2 separate regions of the Sus scrofa genome follow, and region 2 is linked to region 1. Evidence: chromatin contacts called from public HiChIP or PLAC-seq data. All regions are on one chromosome and are shown on one strand. The core of a region is the stretch at or near the end of the contact, and the rest is flanking DNA. Distances in the headings are between cores, read along the strand shown.

Region 1 (4,936 bases), core at 1,626-4,125:
AGAGTTAGTTAACCCATAGGGTTCACTTGTAGGCAACCAGGAAGAAGTTTCTACGCTCACTGGGAGACAGAGATTTGGGTGCTGCTTGATAATTTATTTTCATTGTTGTCAGTGGAAGAAGGAACGTTACAGATGGGGTATACATTTCTGCTCTTGCTGAAGACATAAAATATTAAGATATGGACAAGTTTAGAATGGTGACGTACTAAGTGGAGTGATCTTGACTCATTTTGCAATATTCTTTATAGAAATCTATAAGTGAAGTATATTAGAGTTCTTGAAATTTCTTGGAGGAAAGTGTCTCCTCTGAGTTTAGGTTGCCTAATGAAGAATAAAGAACATCATTACTACTGAGAGAAGTAGAAGAAACTGAGAGAGAGAAACAATGGAAAGAAAAGGTAATCATAATAAGTTTCATTGCCTTTATTCATAACATTTTAGGTATTTTTCTATGATGCTCATCAGCTCTTCAATTAAATGACAGGTACTATTCAGAAAGAAAAAATAAATTTATTGACATTTATAGTGTAACATTTTTTTCTCACCAAGAATATCTATTCTTGCCTATATATGGTTTCTTCTTGTAAACTGGTACTTGCAATTTATTAATATTATATTAAAACATAATATGCATTCTTTTTATTTCAGTGATATGAATCAGCTTACCACAGTACCTTTCTTTTTAGTATAAATAAAGGGAAACAGTTGAATTTATTGAAATCAATTTTAAAACACAATTTATTTTGATTAGAGTCTAATCTCTTCTTGAGCTTTCCTTATTACATTGTAAGTCCTTTATCCTTCAGATCTCCATTCATTAATACATTAAGCCAAAAATCATTATTAAAAGCCCTGTCTCATTGTAAATTGCAAGAACTACATTTCCGTGCTGGAGTTTTATACTGAAAATAGCTTCTGGTGAAAGATAACATTTTCTTTAACTGCTCATATTTCAGCCAGTCAGCATCATGTCATTATTGACAAGTCCCCAAATCAGAGCACCTACTGAATGTGTTCGTTCAACAAAAATATTATTGCATATTGTTTTTGAACAATAGTCTTCAGAGCAAAAGTACATCATTTTCCCAAGTAATTTTTCCCCATCATTAACTAGTTATTCTTTCCAATAACCTTATGACAGAAGCCATTGTAAAGAAAGGAAGCAGAAATGGAAAAAAAACAATTCTACAAAAAAGGGCTGTGTCAGAGATTACACTTTGCCAATGTCACATTCTGATGGAGCAAGTGACTTTCAGTGATTTGTCTCTTTTGATGGTCAATTACACCCCAGCATGGCTGATCAGATCAATAATACTCCTTAAATTGCTGGGGAATCTGAGTTGATGCTTAGAAGCAAAATTCTTTCCTCCTCATTTCAGTGAAACCAATCAGCCATGGACCTCCAAGATGACAAAATTAGCAGAGTTGTGGGGTCAGGCATTCCAATTGTCCTTCCAGGGAAGAGAAACATCCTTGGATTCTGAGAATCTCAGCCTCTTAAAGTATGAAGGAAATTTAATCCCCAGGTTTTTAACTTTAAGTGGAATATTGGGCTCCTCCAAGCACTCGATTCAAGCTATTCAGGCATCTGTGTCCCCAAACATACATACAAGAAACTTTGTGTAGTTAGATCCTATTCACAAACTTATCTTTGTCTTTTTAAGTGAGGAGATAAAGACCCAGGAAGGTCAAGTCAAATACCCAAGTTCACTTAACCTCTAACCTGATCCTCTTCAAATCATTCATCCCTGCCTCTTGAGAGGGCTGAGGTAACCTCAGGTCTTCCTCAGCTCTTTCTAGAAATACTAGTACCTTCAGTTTCATTCATCTATTCAGTAGTATTGGGTAACCCTTCCATGTGTCAGGCACTGTGTTATGCATTCTTCTTTCCCATAGTGCAGGTGTCTACACCAAAGAAGAATCAATTGATGGGCTTAACTTTTGATCTTTCCAGTTGGTAAAGTTTCAGAGAACATTGTTTTTGTCCTATGAAGATAACAGATCTCTAACACAGTTCTGACTCTACTCAGAATCATTAATGTTCTTCCATTGTTCCTAAGACCAAAGCCATTCCCTGCCTGATGTTGAAGGACCATGCATACATGGGAAATGATATCCAGGCTCATCTTCCCAGAACCCCTTACTCAAGACAAATCATTAAAAAAAAAAAAAAAAAAAAAAAAAAAAAAAAAAACAGATTCAAGCCATATTTTCCCAGAAATTTACCATTGTTCTTTTCATTTTTCAAGTCCTGGGTAATATCATCCTTCTTCCCTGCATCCTTTTCTGCTTAGCTAACTTAAAATCCTCCTCTTTCTCTTAATTCCTACAGCTCATATTGCTATGCCCAATTGGGGGCTAGTGGTTAATCATCCTGCATCTCTTCACATATATATGACTTAGCATTGAAGCTTTTTGAGGATGGCTAGCCTGTCAATGGTTCATTATATATCCTCCCTCATTTAATGGATTTGTTCAAATGAAGACTAGTAAAAATGGTCTCCCTTCAAAAGATTCTCAAATTACTTCTATTTTTAGTAGTTGACTATTAACAGAAAGCCCAGTCCATTCACATATTGAAATCCTTGAAGCTGCCTTGAATGTGGATTCCCTTGGCCAAGAATACTCTCATTTTAATTTGCTTCCAGAGTCCAGAAAACCTTGGAAGGCTGCCTTATGGGGTGATGGAATGAAAAACCAGATCAAACCAACCAGACATGGGCTTCTTCTATACATGAACGTTCCACAGCCCAAGACAGCAGCTCCCATTTCACTTCTTGGCCCCTAACTGCCTCCTGGTTATAATTAAGTACTTCAAAGTCTTCTAAACACCCTTTTGGAAATGACTACCCCAAATACAAAATGATGTCCAAACGGATGTAAATCATCACACAGCAGGGAGGGAGAGGCATGGAACACGGTGACCAGCGCTTGGACTAATCAGAAAGCCTAGTCTCTTGATGAGGATTTTTGTTTTCTCATTCATCGTCCCTCCAGCCACTGAATTCTCAAGTGGCCAATTTGCTCCCTATTGGTAATCAGCTAGTTATTTTTACTCTCATGTCTCTCGCTGGGACTGTCAGACTCTTTGGAACCATTCATCACCCACAGGGGCCTAACCCTTCTGTGGCGGGAAGTGGGGGAGGGAGGCTATTATCCTGGAACAGATAAGTAGAAAACTCTTTTGCCATTTATATTCATTTTTTAAACAATGATTTCCCTGATGAGGTAAGTTAAATAATGATACAACTGGGTAAGAGTGAAACAATGAAAGCTTCACGGGTAAGTGCATTAGGCAATGGAAAAGGTCTCCAGCTGTGAATTCTGTGACTCTGAAATAACTTGTTCTTAGATTGTCTTTACAACCCCGCAAAGAAGCATCATCTTACATTCATGACTTACATTTGCAGCTGCCTCTGTGAAAATTATAAACCCAGGAAGGAGAGTTTGAAATATGTATAAGGCGTTGGTGGTTATTCCAAGCAACTGCAGTCCACCAACCAGGAGGAAGGTAGCCTTTGAAGGTTTTTTTTTCAGTAAGTTTACACTTTTTAAAATTGTAGTTGATTTACAATGTTACTTCAATTTCTATTATACAGCAAAGTGACCCAATCACACACAGTTTCCTCTGCTGTACAGTAGGGCCCCCTTGTCCAGCCATTCCAAATGTAGCAGTTTGCACCTGAGGCAGGAAAGTTTGGGCTTTTCTTTTTTCATTGGTTCCCCCAGGTCCTCTCAATTAGAGCCTCTCTCTTTGGTTTGTCTGTTGTCTCATTTTTCTCTAGCAATCACTGTCTCTGTCTGTCTCTAATGACAGACAGTTCCAAATGCAGTTTTAGGGATTCCATTTTTCTGAGTTCGCTACTCTTGCAAATGAAACCCTAGTGTCAGTACATTTTCTCATTAGTGAGTATCTCATTGGATCTCCTCTTGGATCTCCCTCAGTCCTTCAGAAGAACCCAATATCAATCCCTCAAGGCTGGCTGTGCTCACTGGAGTTCCAAGTTTACATTTCTGAAGTCCATGTTCAGCCTTAACAAAGATGTTAGTGTGACACAAATTGGCATTTTCTTGGCCCTTCCTTTGCTCATAATTTCATTTCTTGGAAGGAAGCTGAGTGGTGAACAGCCCTTCTAGCTCTTTCCTCAGAGACTCTCTGAAGTGGGGTAGCAGCAACATGATTTGAATCTTGAAATTTTTATCTTCCTCCACTGTTTTTCATGTCTCCTACCCTTTCTTGTGTCCTCTATGTTTCATATAAACATACACATATGTAAGTTCACTTGTAGGTGTGTCTGTCACTAAGGAGAATCAAAAGATACTGACATTTTTATAATATCTGGCCTTACATTTAGGCCTTTAATCGACAGGTGAATGGATTAAGAAAATGTGGTACATATATACAATAGAATACTATTCAGCCATTAAAAGGACAAAATAATCCTGTTTGCAGCAACATGGATAGAACTAGAGACTCTCATACTGAGTGAAGTAAGTCAGAAAGAGAAGACAAACACCATATTATATCACTTATATGAGGAGTACAAAATATGACACAAATGATCTATCTATAAAATAGAAACAGATCATGGACATGGAGGGCAGGCTTGTGTTTGCCGGGGGGGAGGGTAGAGAAGGGGGCTGAGGGAGAGTTTGGGGTTGGTAGATGCAGACTGTTTAATTTATAATGGATGGGTGATGGTGTCCTGCTGCACAGCACAGGGAACCATATCTAATCTCTTGGGTAAGAACCTGATGGAAAGTTAAAAAAAGAAAAAGAAAAAAATGGGTGTGTATGGATAGCTAGATCTCTTTGCTGTACATCGGAAATTGAAGGAACATTGTAAATCAACTATACTTTAATAAAAAAGAAAGAAAGAAAGAAAGAGACTGAGAAAGCATGTTTACATGCCCCATATTGAGTTTGCTGGCTTTT
Region 2 (4,936 bases), core at 881-3,380, 210 kb before region 1:
GTTGTCCAGCTGTCCTTTGAGATGCTCAAGCCAAGGTTGAGGATTATGGTCCCAGCTATTGTTAAGAGACTTCCCATACACTGGATCAAGAGGAAAGGGTGAAAACTCAGAGGGGAAAGGCGGCACGTGAAGCAGTGACCTAAGAATTTGGACAGGTAAACCAGGGTTGTATGTTATTATGAGGATTTGGTATCTTAATCCTAATGCCTTAGGAAGCATCTGAGAGGCTTAAAGCTGGAGTGGGACATGCATTTTTTGTAAGATTACACTGGTTCACTGAGAAATGGATCCAAGTGGCTAGACTGGGTCGCAGGGACTCTTAGGGTGTCGTTCCGTTGATACCATTGACAAGGGAGGGATAATCATGGCTCGAATTAAACTACTCAATGAAAATAAATCCACCAGTTTAGGCAATGTCGTCCCCAGATTGTTTAGTCTGCCACACTTCCATTCATTCCTCCTGCTTTGTAATTCTTTCCACTGCTCACAACTCTCATCTGGTCAAGGAAACTTGGGGAATTTTCTGAAGAAGCTGGATAGTCAGGGAGGATAAATGCAAATAAATGACTATATCCCATCTCTGGATAGAGTTGTCTTGTTAAGGAGGAAGGCAGGTCTGAAGGAAAAGTTTTGCTGTGGGTGGGAGGTGAAATGTTGAAGTTACCATTTGTTCCCAAGTCCGACATCTCAGGGAAGTAGAAAAAACCGTGAACCAAAAACTAGAAGACTCTTGCTTTAAAACTATGGACTCTTAGCTATGTCACTTAATCTCCTTTAGCCTCAGTTGTTTTGCCTAGAAAGTGGGAATAACAATGACTCCTGCCCTCTGTTTGTCATAGATTCTGCCTATGTGGAAATGCTTAAAAAGCCACAAGTCATTCTATACATGTTAATTATCATGTCCTGTCATCAAGGTGAAAGAATTTATGGATGCAGATTACAACTTCAGGGGAAAAGCATGCTCATGTTTTAACATTTGTTTTCTCAAGTATCTGAGTATCTAAATATCATTCCTAGTATCTGATCATATTTTCTGTTATAAACAGCTTCTCATCAACTGGCATCTGTTTTGGGGAGCAGTGCAGCAGGGCGCTCAGACCATGGACTTTGGAGTCATACAGATACAGGTTCACTTCTTCACTCTGCGATTTGATAGCTGTATCATCTTGGTGGAATTATTTAACTTCTCTCAGTTTCATTCTCCTCCTCTTGCAGAATGAATCTATTAATAGATCTGACCTCCCAAGCCTGTTTTGAAGATTAAGTGAAATATTACATGTAAGGTTGTTACACATGTGAAGAACTCATGACCTGGTAGCTATTATGATTTCTTTGCGCTTTCAGTTCTACAGGGCACATTTCAGCTGCCTTTTCTCATTTAATCATCTTTAACATCTTTAATTTAGGTAGTGGTGGTTGGAAGCCTGATCATTAGCCATCTCACATCATTTATTCACGTAGGTCGGGTTTGCACGGATATGCAACGGTCCTCTCTTCCCCCTGTCCCCGAATTTCCTGGAAAAATGCTCTAGGAGAGGGAATGACATGGAAGAGGGGTGGAGACAGCTAGCTGTTGGAAGGGATAATGATGAGAGCAAATGACATTAGGCCACTTCAAATGTAGAACGTTCCCATGCCCCTGGGCACTGATGACACTACAGAGAGTTCCCATCAGTCCTTGCATCACTGGCCGGCCTCCCTGGCAGTCACCCGCAGGAGAGCATGCTGGTGCCGCTTTCCGAAGTGATGCTGACGCACAGCCCTGTGGGGTTCCAAACAGTTCCGGGGAAGGAGTGGGCGCCAAGCCAAGCTGGGACTCCTGATGTCACAGAGGAATCTTAGCACTTGGAAGGCTGACAGAGCCTGCCTTTGTCAGTTATGCTGCGTTGCAAGTCAGAAGGGAACTGAAGCTCCAGAAAGCCAGGCAAAATCAGAACAAGGTATATAGATTTATTTTGCTGAAAGTATGGAAAATGCTAAAGGGACATCTCCCAGTCCCTAGCCTGTACCTGCTAATCCTCTCTAAACCAATGGACTAGAAATTATGACCATCAATAAAGGGCAAACACCCAGCTCAGCCATCCTGCATCAGACCTGAGGTTCTCAGGGTCCTTTGCCAAAGCAGAGGATGTGGACGGAGTAAAAGCTGTAGGGGGAGCTATTTTGTTTTGAATGTGGAGTGTAATCTGACTTTTCAAGTAAGCAAGATAGTAAAATTCTAAGAGCTTTTTCTAGAGAAAAACTGTACTTTCTGGGGCATTAGGAAAATATTGTAGAAAGAAGCCCTGATTGTCAGATGGGAAACCTTAGGTTAAATATATCAAGGTTGAGTCTGACTTAGGAAACGAGGGCCATGCTCTCCCAACTGTACTAAATCAAAATCAGGTATTTTAGGAGTAAGGAAAAAACTCAGGCTTTGGAGCCAACAAAACCTGGGTTCAGGTCCCACCCCCACCTCTGTCATTTCAATTTAATTTGACAAATACACTTAAAACTTAACCTGTAGTAAATGCTCTACAAATGTTTTTTCTACCCTCCTCATTTTTTTCTTTCTTTCTTTCTTTCTTTCTTTCTTTCTTTCTTTCTTTCTTTCTTTCTTTCTTTCTTTCTTATCTGCACCCATGAAATATGGATGTTCCTGGGGCCGGGGATTGAATCTGACCTGCTGATGTGGCAATGCTGGATCTTTTAACCTACTGTACTCGGCCAGCTGGGGATTGAACCCATGCCTTGGCAGCGACCTTAGCCATTGTAGTCAGATTATTCACCCACTGTGCCACAGCGGGACCTCCAACCCTCCTCATTTCTTAAGAGCATCAAATACCACACTTGGCCATCCTCATCTTTGAATTTTACATCTCTCATTGTTTTTTTTTTTTTTTTTTTTTTTTTTGCTGCTTTTAATATGGAAGATGTGATTAGGTTCACCAAACAGGACACATAAGCAAAATGAGTTGTGCTGTGAAGCTAGGTGTCCTCTGTTCACATCTTCTAAGAGAATGGTTTGAGGCCAGAGTCTTGGCAGAAGAGCATTTGATACCATGGAGAAATGTATGTGTATTCAAGTACAGGTCAGAGAGAAAATAATGACTGAATGGCATTTGTTTCTGTGGAGAGGCATGGGCAGTGACTTGAAAATGATTCCTGAACAAAAGCATATTTTCTGGCAGGCTATGGATATACGATTGTAGCCGCCCAGGGACTGCTTGGCTCCTCAGACATAATATTCTGCTCAGGTTAAGCCTCCTTCAGAACTCCAAAGGCCAGAGGTCCAGCGAGCCAATTTCTCTGCCTGCAACAAAACAAAGATTGCTTTGGAATCCATCTTATAAATCACAAATAGGGCTTACCACCAGGCCAAGGAAACTATTTGTAGTTAACCAATAAATGGAATCAAGAGAGGGGCAGAAAACACAGACCATGAAAGACGAGCCACAGATTACAAGGGAAAGTGTTCTATGTGTTGTCTCTCCTGCTCTGTCAGGCTCCAGGCCTCTTAGTGAGCAGCTATATCCTCTCAGGGATATTACTTCAGAGAGTCTCTCAGAATCCTTGCTAAGAGGTTGCTTTCTTACATTTTTTTTCCTCCTGCCACTTGTATACAAGAGAATTCCATATTTGACAGTGTCCTGGTACTTCCTTTATTGAACAAAGGCATCTGAAATTTTCCGTGACGGTAACATTTAAGTTACCTCAAGTCCAGTCTTAAAATAGTTGTTACGCTGAAGGGGTATTGTTAGCATAGAGCTGGAAGGAAATATGGAGACAATTACTTCAGTTCCCTCGTTTTGTAGGTGACAACTTGGACGCCCAAGTTTAGTGCCTTCTCAAGGCAACACGAGACTAACTGAGGTTAGGGCTGGGTTGGGAATTCAGATTCGTATTTCCATGCTGAGGCTCTCTTGCTATATCATCATTTGAGTAGTATTTGATAGTAAGAACATTACCAGGGATACACGTCTAAGAGAATAGCACCAGAAAACTGTCCCGCTATAGAAAATCATGACCCGGAGCGAAGACACCACAGGGAACATAAGTTTACCTTTTAGGAGAACATAGCAAACAGAAGTTGAATGACTTGCCTAAGGTACTAGGGCTAATCACTGATGGACTCATTGTATCTGGCATTTCTGGTCCTAGTTAGAAATTATGCTAGAATTGGCCAAGTGTTTGACTGCACTGACTCATCTGTGTTTAGAGTATTCCAAAAGATTTGCTACCCTGGCTTCAGAGGTGTGTGAGGAAGTTTGCACTTTGGGAGCACATGGAGAGGCTGGAAATGGGAATTCCAACCAGCCTGAATGGGGAGAATTTTCCAGTGGTGTCTCCATTCCTCTACCACATGGGAGAGTAGGGTGGCGTAATAAGAGACAGGGAGTTCCCATTGTAGTTCAGTGGGTTACGAACCTGACTAGTATCCATGAGTGTGTGAGTTTGATCTGGCATTGCCATGCTCTGTGGTGTAGACTGAAGATGTGGCTCAGATCTGGTGTTGCTGTGACTGTGGTGCAGGCTGGCAGCTGCAGCTCCAATTAGACCTCTAGGCTGGAAACTTCCATGTGCTGCAAGTGCAGTGCTAAAAAGCAAAATAAATAAATAAATAAATAAATAAATAAATAAATAAAAAGAGCCTAAGTGACTTTGAAATGTGTATGTGTATTGTCAGGAATAGGTAGGGGTGGGATGGATGGGAACTGGTATGGGGAGCAATCTATTGTTTCCTTTCTTCCCTGCCAGCTCTCACAGGGACCCTTATAGTCAAGTAGAGTTTTCATGGCTCTTCTGATTTGACAAGGGGTAGACACTGATGGCATCTATGAAAGCCTTTCTCCAGGATATTTTTGCAATTGGGCATAGTGATTTAGTTACCTTTGGAGAGATGACAATCATACAGACTTGTAATCTGAAGCCACCACCTTAGAGATGCCACTATCAG

Evidence for each region. HiChIP or PLAC-seq counts read pairs in DNA pulled down with a chosen protein or histone mark.
Region 2: a contact with region 1 is called in an H3K27ac HiChIP or PLAC-seq map of skeletal muscle. The contact joins two enhancer-like sites. A contact is called at or near these places in 5 of 47 Hi-C or Micro-C datasets (embryonic fibroblasts, fetal skeletal muscle, psoas muscle and 2 more) and 1 of 2 datasets of contacts at active chromatin or transcription factors (skeletal muscle).

What each region holds. Positions count from the first base shown.
Region 1 is chr13:46,472,245-46,477,180 of Sscrofa11.1, reverse strand. All of the region lies in intron 5 of LOC106505633 (a long non-coding RNA gene), which reads right to left. Among named protein-coding and RNA genes, the nearest start is that of ADAMTS9, 270 kb to the right of the region's middle. Within about 2 kb of position 2,875, at least 9 of the 83 cell types and tissues checked have an H3K27ac peak or open chromatin away from gene starts, as enhancers often do. A contact at or near this core is called in skeletal muscle and subcutaneous adipose tissue, where this site is marked.
Region 2 is chr13:46,682,820-46,687,755 of Sscrofa11.1, reverse strand. No RefSeq gene overlaps it. Among named protein-coding and RNA genes, the nearest start is that of ADAMTS9, 480 kb to the right of the region's middle. Within about 2 kb of position 2,130, at least 20 of the 83 cell types and tissues checked have an H3K27ac peak or open chromatin away from gene starts, as enhancers often do. A contact at or near this core is called in skeletal muscle and subcutaneous adipose tissue, where this site is marked.